2 separate regions of the Danio rerio genome follow, and region 2 is linked to region 1. The links are chromatin contacts, called in public Micro-C maps. All regions are on one chromosome and are shown on one strand. The core of a region is the stretch at or near the end of the contact, and the rest is flanking DNA. Distances in the headings are between cores, read along the strand shown.

What was found. Hi-C and Micro-C count contacts between places; a contact is called where the count stands out from the background.
Region 2: a Micro-C map of caudal fin shows a contact between it and region 1, with 8 times the contacts expected there. The contact joins the promoter of hoxc12b here to the enhancer-like site in region 1. A contact is called at or near these places in 3 of 18 Hi-C or Micro-C datasets (caudal fin, hematopoietic stem cells and an unstated tissue) and 1 of 4 datasets of contacts at active chromatin or transcription factors (caudal fin).

Annotation. Positions count from the first base shown.
Region 1 is chr11:2,024,779-2,031,397 of GRCz12tu, reverse strand. It overlaps a transcript of rargb not described here. Among named protein-coding and RNA genes, the nearest start is that of nr1d4b, 11 kb to the right of the region's middle. Within about 2 kb of position 2,372, at least 6 of the 62 cell types and tissues checked have an H3K27ac peak or open chromatin away from gene starts, as enhancers often do. A contact at or near this core is called in caudal fin, where this site is marked.
Region 2 is chr11:2,198,916-2,205,696 of GRCz12tu, reverse strand. It overlaps hoxc12b (homeobox C12b), which reads right to left and starts at 5,252. Exons shown (of 2, transcript NM_131545.1): 1 at 4,640-5,252; 2 at 4,139-4,377. The coding sequence starts at 5,252. The coding sequence ends at 4,139. It also overlaps a transcript of calcoco1b not described here.

The DNA of each region.
Region 1 (6,619 bases), core at 1,123-3,622:
TTACTGATCTTTAGGTGGCTCCAAAACCTCTATGAGTTTCTTTCTTGTGTTAAACACTAACGAAGGTATTTGCAATAATGCTAAAAACCTGAAACCAATGACATCCATAGTAGGTATACAACAGTAGTAACAGGTTTTTAGCTTTCTTCAAACTATCTTCTTTTTTGTTTGACAGAAGAAAGAAACTCATAAAAGGGTTGAAACAAGTAAAGGGTTAGTAAATTATTACAGATTATTAAATATCCATCGATTCAAACTTTAGGAATAGTGTTTGTATATCTTCAATCGGTGCATATACACTCACTGGCCACTTTATTAGGTACACCTGTCCAACTGCTGGTTGGTGCATATTTCTAATCAGCCAATCACATGGCAGAAACTCAATGCATTTAGGCATGTAGACATGGTCAAGACGATCTGCTGCAGTTCAAAGCGAGCATCAGAATGCGGAAGAAAGGCAATTTAAGTGACTTTGAATGTGGCATGGTTGTGGGTGTCAGACGGGCTGGTCTGAGTATTTCAGAAACTGCTGATCTACTGGGATTTTCACGCACAACCATCTCTAGGGTATACAGAGAATGGTCTGAAATAGCTAATATCCAGTGAGCGGCAGTTCTGTGGGTGCAAATGCCTTGTTGATGCCAGAGGTCAGAGGAGAATGGCCAGACTGGTTCCATCTGATAGAAAGCAGCAGCAGAAGGGCACACCGGTTGCCGCTCCTGTCAGCTAAGAACAGGAAACTGAGGCTACAATTCACACAGGCTCACCAAAACTGGACAATAGAAGATTGCAGAAACGTTGCCTGCTCTGATGAGTCTCCATTTCTGCTGACACATTCAGATGCTCGGCTCACAATTTGACATCAACAAAATGAAAGCATGGATCATCCTGCCTTGTATCAGCGGTTCAGGCTGGTGGCGGTGGTGTAATCTTCTGATGGCTTCTTCCAGCAGGATAACACATGTCAAAAACCGCGAATCATCTCAGACTGGTGAACATGACAATGAGTTCACTGTACTCAAATGGCCTCCACAGTCACCAGATCTCAATCCAATAGAGCAGCTTTGGGATGCGGTGGAACGGGAGATTGGCATCATGGATGTGCAGCCAACAAATCTGCAGCAACTGCGTGATGCTATCATGTCAATATGGAGCAAAATCTCTGTGGAATATTTCCAGTACCATCTAGAATTTATGCCACAAAAGATTAAGGCAGGTTTGAAGGCAAAAGGGGTCCAACCCAGTAATAGTAAGGTGTACCTAATAAAGTGGCCGATGAGTGTACATATGAAATCAAGCGTTGTTATAAGCTGTTTATCCATTCTTGATCAACAGTACAAATCACACATTTGACCTCTTCCCAAAAGGGAAAACCAGAACAATGATGAACGCATGATTAAATGGCGTCAAGGCTTTGTAATCCAAAAATGTGCTTATAATGGAAGTGAATGGGGCAGCCACTAACAAAACAAGAGGATAGTCAATTTAAACAATGCACAAGGGTTAAATGAATTAAAAATGAAGCATGTTTGTTCAGACACAAGTCAAATAAAAAAAGAGGACTTTACAATTTCACTTAGGCCAGGGGTGTCCAAACTCGGTCCTGGAGAGCTGGTGTCCTGCATATTTTAGTTCCAACCCCAATTAAACACACCTGAACCAGCTAATCAAGCTCTCTCTAGGTATACCTGAAACTTCCAAGGTGTGTTGAAGGAAGTTGGAGCTAAACTATGCAGGACACCGGCCCTCCAGAACCGACTTTGGACACCCCTGACTTAGGGTATTAGGGTTTTTAAGCTGCGATCAGCGATGGATGGAGTACACAAATCAGGGTAAAAGTACTGCATCATTATGTTGAGTTGTGCATGAGCAAACACCTCCGATATTGATCATTAAATATAACTCCGCTTGGGTTTTACATGAGTAACCACACACGTTATAAAGATGGTGTGATGTATATGATGTCATCCTGAACCTGCCATGAACTCACGTCTGTCAGCCGCCATTACTGTCAGCTTCGCAGTCAATCCTTTTCTTCTTCTCCTTTCGTGCCATTTTCCCTCCACTACTTTCCATTCCTCCATCTGTAATGGAACATCTATTTTTGCTCGCGTCGCCGCGCGGTCCAGAGAAAGATGGTTACCACAGTCTTTCTGTTTTTATTCTTTTTTTTTTCTCTCTCTCTCTCTCTCTCTCACAATGATTGGATTACCATGAGCTTGTAGGCATGCCAGAATGTGCCAGGTTGTTCTGATTAAGACAGACATCATAAAAGTTTTAAAAACTCAAATTATTAGAAAAGAGAGAGAGGGAGAGGGAGAACAAAAAAGCAGAAGGAGGAGTCTGAATAATGGAAAAGCAGTTTGATGCACATATGGAAACAATTGTCGAATTTCTGCCGCTTTCTGCCAGGAGCATGAGTTTAAGACTGGAGAGACTCTGTCCTTAATGCATGAGTCCATTAACCACTGCCTCGGGTGTTCACAACACTTTTGTTTTTAATCTACTGTATTATTGTCGTTGTTTACTGATTCATTTGAAAAGCAACGTAATCGTCTTGATGTTTTGCTTATTACAAGTATATACAGTGGCTGTACACTCGCAGGCCACTTTATTAGGTACACTCATGCAATTTCTAATCAGCCTTTATTATTTCTAATCAACTCAATGCATTTAGGCATGTAGGCACGGTCAAGACGATCTGCTTAGATGATCAGAATGGGGGAGAAAGAGGATTTGAGTGACTTTGAACGTGGCGTGGTTGTTGCTGCCAGACGGGCTGTTCTGAGTATTTCAGAAACTGCTGATCTGCTGGGATTTTCAGGCACAACCATTTCTAGGGTTTACAGAGAATGGTCGGCAAAAGAGGAAATATCCAGTGAGCGGCAGTTCTGTGGGCGCAAATGCCTTGTTGATGTTAGAGGAGAATGGCCAGACTGGTTCCAGCTGATAGAAAGGTAACAGTAACTCAAATAACCAACCGAGGTCTGCAGAAGCCTCCACAGTCACCAGATCTCAATCCAATAGAGCAGCTTTGGGATGTGGTGGAACGGGAGATTGGCATCATGGATGTGCAGCGGACAAATCTGCAGCAGCTGTGTGATGCTATCATGTCAATATGGAGCAAAATCTCTGAGGAATATTTCCAGTAGCTTGTTGAATCTACGCCATGAAGGATTAAGGCAGTTCAAAAGGTGGTCCAACCTGGTACTAGTAAGGTGTACCTAATAAAGTGGCCAGTGAGTGCACTTAAAGTTGTGGTTTTATTTAAAGTGTGAAATTTGATGAGAAACTGAAGTATGAGGTGACATCGTCAATAAAAGTCATTGATCCATTTTGGCGGAAGGGACAAACTGCAAGTTTTGGATCTTTATATCAGGTTTATATCATCCAAATGTGAATGTCACTGTTTTGGAGCATAATAAAATATAAATATCAGCGATATTGCTCTGTTTATTATTTCAAATGATTTAGTTTTTTTGTGTGCGCAAGTAAAGAATAAAGCACATGGTTATTAATGTTCCATCATAATCAACAGCTAGTTTGATATATGAAAAAGAGACAGCAAACTTATTTGAGCTTGAATGTTAAAATACATATAATAATCATAATCATACAGTGAAAACCGCTCTTTGCTGAAAAATATGTAAAAAAAAAAAAAAAAAAACTTAGTGGTTTGAAGAATAGTAATGAGGGCTAATACTTAAGCACAAATTGTCAAATGATTCTTGTTATAAAGATATATTGCTGTTAAAACTATTGTTATACTAACTGACATTTTATTAAGTATTAAATTATATATATATATATATTCACATTTTTAATGCATGAATATATTCATTTACTGTCTGTCTTTACACTGGTTGTATGAGGAAAAAGAAGTATAAATATGCATTCTGCACATAAAAGTGTTTTGTGCATTGAACTGCTGCCTTTAAAACATTTACAGTGTGTTTCTGGCACATGTTTACATCGAAGCGCTTTAAAAAGTAACATGTTTGTGATGATGACTTCAGCAGAGCGGCAGCGAACCGCTTATTTCCAAGAGTAGGTCATGAGGTCAGGAAACCATCCAAAATACAGTAGACTGTGAAATGACAGCGAACAATGCTGTTTCTCTTTTTTTTTTAACTTTCATTCATTCGTTTTACAAACTTACAATTTTTTTATTTTTTGGGGGGTAGATTTTGCTTCACATATTGAATTTTGTATTATTTGTGAAACTGCATGCGGTAATGATGATAATAACAATAACAACAACAAATAATAATAATAATAATATTCATAATATTAATAATATCAATAGTAGTAATAATAATAATATAAAAAATAAGGATAGTAGTAATAATAAAAATATTTATAATAATAACAAAAATAACAATAATAATATTAATATTAATAATAATGATTGTAGTAATAACAATAATAATAATTATTAATAATTATTATTACAACTGTCACTGCAAATTATATTATTACTAGAAAAAAAAATGTATAATTAAAAATAATAAATTAGGTTATTCAGTTTTGCCTTTTACCCCCAATTTCTCCATTCAATCTTTGAAACAAAGGCATTTTTCAAACAAGATGTTCAGAAGTGATGCTATTATAATATATATACTATTCGTTACATTGAGAAAACATTGCGGAATATTGAGTAGGGGGCGGGGCTTTCTGTTAGCTCTTCCAACAGAAACTAAATATTGAGTAGGGGTGGGGCTTTCTTTTTGTGCTTGCAACTGAAACTGAATATTGAGTAGGGGCGGGGCTTTCTTTTTGTGCTAAAACTGAAACAGAATATTTATTAGGGGGCAGGGCTTTCGTTTGTTCATCATTTCCTAAAGCACAAAATAGTGGTATGAGTATTAATATGTGGTTACTATGGAAACCCTTAGGTTGACGTTAACAGATGGGCTGCTTCTCTAAATGCAGAAGCAAATGGTCAAACTTTCATTGAAGATTACTAAAACAAGCACATTTTTTCAGTGATTTAACTTGCACATATTAATTATTCACCTTAAGAGTAACATAAAAAAATGAAAATATTGTAAATTTTTATTTCAAGTGGACCTTAAAGGGGACCTATAATGCAAAACTCACTTTAATACGGAGTTTAAACACAATTGTGTGGCAGCAGTGAGTGGATATATCCATCTTCTAATGGTGAAAATGTATTAATTCTGTTTTTATAATCAGACTTGAAAAAACCAGTCTGCAGAAACACTTTGATTAACATGCTCCAATTGTACGCGTCATCAGAGAGAGAAAGCCCCGCCCACTAGTGGCCATCTCTCCCTCATTAGCATAGGACCTTAGTCTTGTTTTGAATCTGCCTCTATGCTGGCACTGAGGACTAGGTACACTAGCTACACTAATCTGTAGCTCCGCCCATTTTTGTAAAGAGCAGAATCTCATTTCAATTTAAAGCGACAGTCACAAAAACGACACAATTAGGATCAAAGCCTACAAGGGTCCGTTTCAAAGAGTTAGAAAATGATATTTGTTTGGTATTTTGACTTACGCCCGATTCACCAGCCTGATCTCACGAAAAAACGTAAGTATTTTACGTTTTGTCAGTTTAGTGGCTAATTCGTACAAATTAATTCGTACAAAATGTATGATTTTAAAAAGGAGGCGTGGCACCTAACCCCACCCCTAACCCCAACCGTCATTGGACGATGAGCAAATCGTACTAAATTGTACGAATTAGATCGTACGAATTCATACGAATTCGCCACTAAATCAAAAGGTACGAATTGCCGTGAGGTTGCGTTGGGGGTTTACACGGAGCTTTTAGCGTCAACGCTTGACGTAAGGCATGTATGAAGTTGGAGTTGATCGCCATAGCAGCGTCAGCTACTCTTGCCGCAATCAGCTACTCTCTGACCTGAGGTATTTGCATTAAGTGATCTGATTGGCTTACGCTTCTGTCGGCGCTTGAAAAGTTGAAAATTCCCACCTTCTGCAGCGAGCAACGCGGCTGAAGCATTGCCGACTGGCCCACAATTCATTTTGGCAACGCTTAACATCACCCATTCAAGGTGAATGGGAATCGTTGACGCTGACGTCCCGTGTGAATGGGGCGTTCTTCTACACCTTGTAAAAACGTTCGTATAACTGAAATTGATTGTTAAACCGTGGCCATTTTGAACATTACGAAAAAAAAAATGTACTTCAACAACAAACGTTAACTTAAATAGGAGTGTTGAAATGTTGTCAGACTATATTTTGTTAGCTGCATGGCACTTCCTTCCTAGTTACGCCGTTTTGTTTGCGGCATTGCCATCGAAACGAAATAATGATGAAGACACAGAAGTCTGTCAACTTCCAATGCATCAATTCTGATTAGGAGCATATCCGTCAACTTTCCGGCAGTTCAGAGCTGTCGTGTGCATGCATATACATAGATTAATGTGGTCTGCCAATAATGCTGATTTGGTGTGTGAATATGTGAGTCCACATGTGCTTGTGTTTATAAGAGTGTCGGTATAAATCAGGGTGTTGAACTGCTCCAGGCTCAAGGTATTTTGCAAGTGTGTGTTGGCAGAGCTGAACGCCGAGTTTCCAAACACCAAGCTCACTCTATAATTACCAACATGCCCATCACTACATGTCCTGA
Region 2 (6,781 bases), core at 4,003-6,502, 170 kb before region 1:
TACTTTTCCTTATCGAGAAAAAAATCGGAAGTTGCAGAAATCGCTTGCAGTCATGCATGGCGCCCCATGAATGTTTCTCACTTTGTTTAATTTCCTCCGCTACTTCCTACCATTTTCAGTTAAGAGAAAACCGAGTGTTTGCGTTTGAAGTTAGTTTTCGAATCACTTCAGATATATTACCTATATTTCCTGTTCTTCCTGTCCTTCCAAAATATACATTTCGAGCCATTTCCTTGTCACACCACATCTAGCTGTGTTGTAAGTTTTATTTTATTGCTTTCTCTGCTCTGACAAAACAAATCGAAAACCGCAGTCTGAACTCAGCAGGACCAAATTCTCAAGGTTTTACACACAGTAAAGATTTTAGAGTCAACGAAAACACGCTTTTTAGAAAAACAAACAAACATTTTGTTTACATGTTGTGAATCTGAATTGCTTAATTAAAAACCAGCCGATTTATCAAACATTTCAATGTTTATGTGTATAACGTTTCCCTGAGTTGGTGTTTTAAAGTATTTTTTAACCATAAAAGTAAATAAATATTTGATTAAAATCATCTCCTATATTTAAGCTTTTCAGAATAGTGCATTCAAAAATATAAAAGGAAGCAACATAAATAATAAATCACGGCTAACTTGCTAAAAATATGTACATTTTGTGAAATTTTTATAAAAGAAAATTCATACATGAACCAAAACTTATCGATTTTACAATTCTTTTTTTTTTTATTACTTTTTTTATTTATTTTTTTGGCTAGTCTAAAATTGTCCAGTGAAGTCGACCCTTCGCTTTACGAACAGCAAACAAGAAGAGATTAGTTAGATCCGTATGGACCAAATACGCTTTAAAACATCGCGTGAACATCTTTATGTCCAGTCTTCCTATTAAAAAAATATAGGCATGTTTATGTTCAGTAAAACCGTTTAATATGGACCGACAGACCTTTAATAACTGACACACAATGCAGATTACTTGTAATAAACCACAGGAATCCTTTTGTTCCTTCGTGCTTTAAGTCTCAGGTCACACAGTAAAGCCAGGAAACGAGAGACAACGCGAAGACAAACATAAAAGATTATATCTTAAAATGTCTCTCAAAAGCGTTCGAATTTGTTTAACTCGTTAGCCTACAACAAATATAAAAGCATGTCTTAAATATAAGTGTATGTCTAACGACTAGAAATACAAATGTAGTCCGTTTGGTTTTGCATTATGCGAAAGGTAAAAAAAAAGCCAATAATATAATGAATAATCTGAACGAAGTACGTTTAACGGAACGAATATATCATTGAACCATAAGATTTAATAATTAATGAATGAATAAGAAATATTGTTTAAATTTATACTACCTGTAATCTAGATTAAACAAATTGTTTTGGCCGATATTACTTTAAACATTCACAAAAAGCATACTTTAGTCTCAGGTCACACAAAGCGAGAAAACAAGAGACAACGCGGAGAAAAACATAAAAGATTATATCTTAAAATTGCTTAATAGTATTCGAATTTGTTCTACTTATTAGCCTACAACAACTACAACAGTATGTCTTAAATACAAGTGTATGTCCAAAGACAAATGTAGTCCGTTTGGTTTTGCATTATGCGCAAGCTAAAAAAAAATCCAATAATATAACGAATAATCTGAACAAAGTACGTTTAATTGAACGAAAATATTATCAAACCCCAATTTTACTCATTGGTTTATGTATGAGAAAGAATATTTAATTTTATACTACCTGCAATCTAGTTTAAACCAATAGTTTTGCCCGAAATTGCTTTTTACATCCTCAAAAATCGATGGTTCCATAAACAACGTTTAGACTCCACTGAAATGGTTTGACTGTTTGCTTCACAAAAAGCTTCTGTAGTGAAAATTAAAATGCTCTTCACTTAGAAACTGTTCACTGAGAGTTCCTATGGGAAAACAAAATGGTTCCTCCTTTGCCATCACTACCTACTGAAAGAATTTACTAAAGATTTTTGAATATATATTGTATGAGCCTAGAATGTGTATTTTGAGTTTACAAAGATTTAACGTGTACTAGCCTACTTTCATTTGTATTAAGACAGTTTCCTGATTTCGGGTGCGATATAAAAAATCTAATCTGTTCGCCTTTTTATTGCCCAAGAAGCGAAATAAACGCATTTAGGAAGACATCTGCAATGTCCATTTTCTTTCACTATAGGTCAATGTCCAGCTAACCCCCCTCGGCCACATTCAAGGTCTGCTTCAATGCCACAGACAGGCTGTTGTAAAGATGCCCGAGTCTGTCTCAAAGTCGAATCCGCTGTTACCTTAATCCTTTAAGCACATTTAGCCCTCCCGCAGAAACAAAAAGCGTGTTACGTGTTGACGTTCAAAGTTTTTATACCTAGATTCTTGACAATGCATCCTATCTGACAACTTCATAAAAAACACTCAAAGTGAATAACACTGATATCATTTCCATAATAAATATGCATGTTTTACACAACTGAGGGTTGTGTTTGCACAAAAAAATTAAATAAATAAAGTAAAAAGGACATTAAAGCGACGAATTTCATTCATTTTGGTATGCAACGTTAACTTTAACAAACTCTAAAAATGTTGATAGCTGCACATTCAGACATTCTCCCTAATACACAATTTCAGAAATGTATTCTTTGCAAACTCTAAATAACTCTAAATCACATTAGCAGCCAATGACTATCAATGCACAACATTGATCACAATCAAATAAATAGTGCTAATGTTGTTTTGAAGTCATACTTGCATGCGATTTCAGGCCGAATATTCAAAGTAGCGTCACATATTGTCACTGTTCAAAAATGAATGAACGAATCGAATTTAACGAATATAAAATCAACTTTACCCGAGTGAATTATTTCCCAAAGTGACAAATTCACAAAATAATTTAAGTTACCCTATTAGAAAATTTAGTTATAGTTAATTCCTAATACGGAAAGGGAAATATATTGTTTTAGCAACAATATTTAGCAATAAAAAATGCATGCTCATTTCGCGTGATATTATTTGTTGCAAAGAGGACGTTTTTTATATTAAAACAAATAATGCAAAATACCAGATTATGTTATTGTCAGACAATAACACAACACAGGTAACAGTTACACAGGTGACCACTTTTATTAGAAATTAATTGCACACTTACACTGACTCAATCATTTAATACTTATTGGTGTAACAGACATTTACCACCAGGTAACATGTTTTAACAAAAACAAGACATTGCACTGATTATAAATTCCTATTATCCACAATAACACTATACATTGCTTTGAATATTCAGTAAACTAGCGCTATAAGCACTTTCGCATGCAAATACTGTATCAGGGACATATCCGCGGTCTGCCCTTTTGTCTGGACATCACCGAAGCACCAAAAATTGGCTATCACAGCTTCATTTTTACTTACAAGCTAAAATTGCCACTAGGATGGCCTTATGGCAATCTTTTATCTGTTCCCTTACCCGCAGAAAACCTGCAGTTATCATATTTAATCTTTTTGGGTGAAAGTTCCACCAGTTGTGATATATAAATCGTACGATTTGTATAGAATTTAAAGTAAACAGTAAAACTGTAAGCTGTTACCTCAACCGCTGGGCGTGAGCAGATTGAGATGATATCAGTTCATAGGAATTTTCCACCAATTTGCATAAACAAAAATTAGGAAATCTAATGAAACTTTTGAATAGTTCGACATTTACAGCTTTGCCTTTAATGTGCTGTTTGTACGAAGGTGCATGATGGAATCACATTTTGAGGCATTTAAGCTATGCACAGTGTTGCAGAAAAAATAAAAGCTTTATTATTGTTTTAAAACTGTTGTTTTTATTAACAACAATAATAAATATATTAATTATTGTCCTGATGTTATATTAACACTTCTGTTGTGTATAGCAAGCTTTTCGAGATGTATGCATGATGCAGGGTGTTTTATATTTCTCGTGTAATTCCATGCGTTACTAAGAACTGTAGTGGTTACTTAATGGCCAAGAATGAATTATTATTTGTGCACAGCGAACTGATACTATGCGTCATACATATCAACTGCATGTGTGTAATTTGCAAACAATCAGAAATATGTTCAAATAGCATGTCCTGTTGCCAGTTTATGTATAATCCAACATCATCCATTGCTCTAAAAGTAAGATAAAGCCTGCTCTCGCATCAAGAGCCTTTTCTTCTTCATTCGACGATTTTGGAACCAGATTTTCACTTGTTGGTCCGTGAGATTTAGCCGGTCAGACAGTTCCCTCCTCCGCTGTCTGGTGATGAACTCGTTGAGGATGAACTCGCCTTCCAACTCGTTCAGCTGAAGTTTTGAATATGGTTTACGCTTCTTTCGAGTTTGTCTGTGCATTGGGTACCACAGAGCACCTAAACAAACAAAAAAAGTATGTTAACATTAATGTTTGCCCAATACAAAAGCTCTAACAAACAGTCTTATCAAAACATATACAATACGCAATGGCTTCGCATATCGGATGACTTTAAAGAAAACCAATTAAAACATTACATATATCAAACACTAAATCAGAATGCTATTTTATTCACATTTATAAAACATGCATGGATTATTTTCAAGATCCTCATGTTCATATGTTGATCTTATTAAGATATATAATAGAAAAAAACTCACCTCCGTTTAGTGCTGCAACACTTGTTTGGATGTCAGGGGATGTTAGTGAATGCGTGATGCCTGATGAGGTCTTGGCCCCCTCGTTTATGAACGAACAGCCAGAAACCGATTCAAGAGACCGACACAAACGAGGATTTGGGATTGGCTGTTCTGCAGGTGTCAGGCAGTCATATTTTGAATAACTTCCTCCGTTGTCCATTCCGTTCAGATTGTTCTGTCCGTTCTCTGCAGTAATGGATACAGATGAGTTATCCAATGCTTTCTCTTTTGATATAAGATTGGTACTGTTATTGTCACCACCGCCGCTGGTGGCGCATGCACTGTCACTATAAAAACATTTGTTGTCTTCCTGCCGAGTAATGTCGCATGATTGATTGTATGTGTGGTTTAGGGTAACGGGGCCGCTAATATGAGATTGTGGGTATCCACTGCATGCTTCCGATGGGTTCCAAGGCAAAGAGCAGACATTATCTCTTCTGGATAAGCGGAGGGTTTGCAGTCCTGCTAGCTGTCCCCCCGACGCACGGAAATTGGAGAGGTAAAATGCATCTCTTGCATTAATGTTAACCAATTGTCCAACAAACCCCGGATTAAAGAGATTATGCTCGCCCATTTCGGCGGGCCCGGCTAAGAGTTTGTAGTTTATAGCAAATCTGACATTTAACGTATAAGGAAACCAGGCTGCGCCCCATTGGCTGTATGGTCACATGACACTGCTTGAGAATGAGTCGCAGAAGGTGCCACCCACTGTTTTTTTCTCTTTTTACAAAAAGAAGTATTAACCTTAAAATATTAACAACTTATTTTAATATTTTCTTGTTAAACGCCTCCTGAACTGCTTTAAACGATTGTTTTTCTTTTATGTGCGTGATTAAATATTTTGTTTAGCACTTTATTATTATTTTGTCATCAAATCAGACGTATTTCATCTTAGATCAATGCAAATGAGAGCATCATCCTTAAATGAAATGTCAAGTTAACTTGCACTGCTTTATTTGAGCATTGTTGTTATCATCATTCACTCATCCTTGTTCAAAACCTGTTTGAGATTCTGTCTTGTGTTTTACACAAAGGAAGATAAACTGAAGAATGTCAGAAAAAGCAGCAATTGACTTTCATAGTATTTGGTATGTTTTCTGATCCAGTGGATGTCTGCTGCTTATTTCCCCAACATTTTTATCATTGACTTGTTTTGGGTTTAAAAGAAGAAATAACTTATTAAAAAGTTTAGAATTACTTCAGTGTAAAGAAATAGAGAGGAAATTGTATTTTTTGGGCGAACTGTCCCTTTAAAGCTCACAAAAAGAGTAGAGGCTCAGTGACACGTTTCCCTCGTATACATTTTATCAGCTAGTCTCATTTTAAAATTATTTTTATATTGAACATTCTGATTTTGAACAAATCCCGAGATCCACTCAACAAAAAATGTAAAATAAAATAAAAAAAAACAGCAATATTGTAATAATAAGTACACAATCAGGATTAAAACATAAACGATACAGTGTCCCTCATATTTAACCAAAATTGTACAGTTTTTTTATTTTACTGGCACCATTTATTTTGGCTGTGGTGTGTTCCAAACTAATAATGTCCAGTAGATAGAGCCTCCAGGATAGATCAGTTAGAGCAGATGGATCCAGCCATAGTTTCAGGATTTATTTATTTATTTATTTATTTATTTATTTATTTATTTATTTATTTATTATTATTTATTTTTATATATTTAGATTTATTTATGTATTTATTTATTTTTGCAGCAGCAGTCAACAACTGACAGAATCTTTCTTTGGTTGATGGATAAAGAGAGTGATGAATCAGCATATAAGAAAAAGCAATGGGTCGCATTGGCTCTGAGTTTCCATTAGTTCTGATAAAAAGTGCCTAGTCTCATTATGATTTAGCAATTCTCAAATTATGCATTTCTAACCAAATACAGGTTTCCAATGACCATGTTTAGAGTTGTTTAGGTGATATGGACAATATTTTAGTATAACTAAGGCAGAGTGCGTCCCCAGCATCCTCATTAAAGTTTACATGAGGTGCAAGCTTTTGATGCATGATTGGAGAATATAATTTTAATAAATGTAAATTTTATGTAGAAAAAAGATAAACAATTTCCTAAACGTAGCATTTTATTTTAAA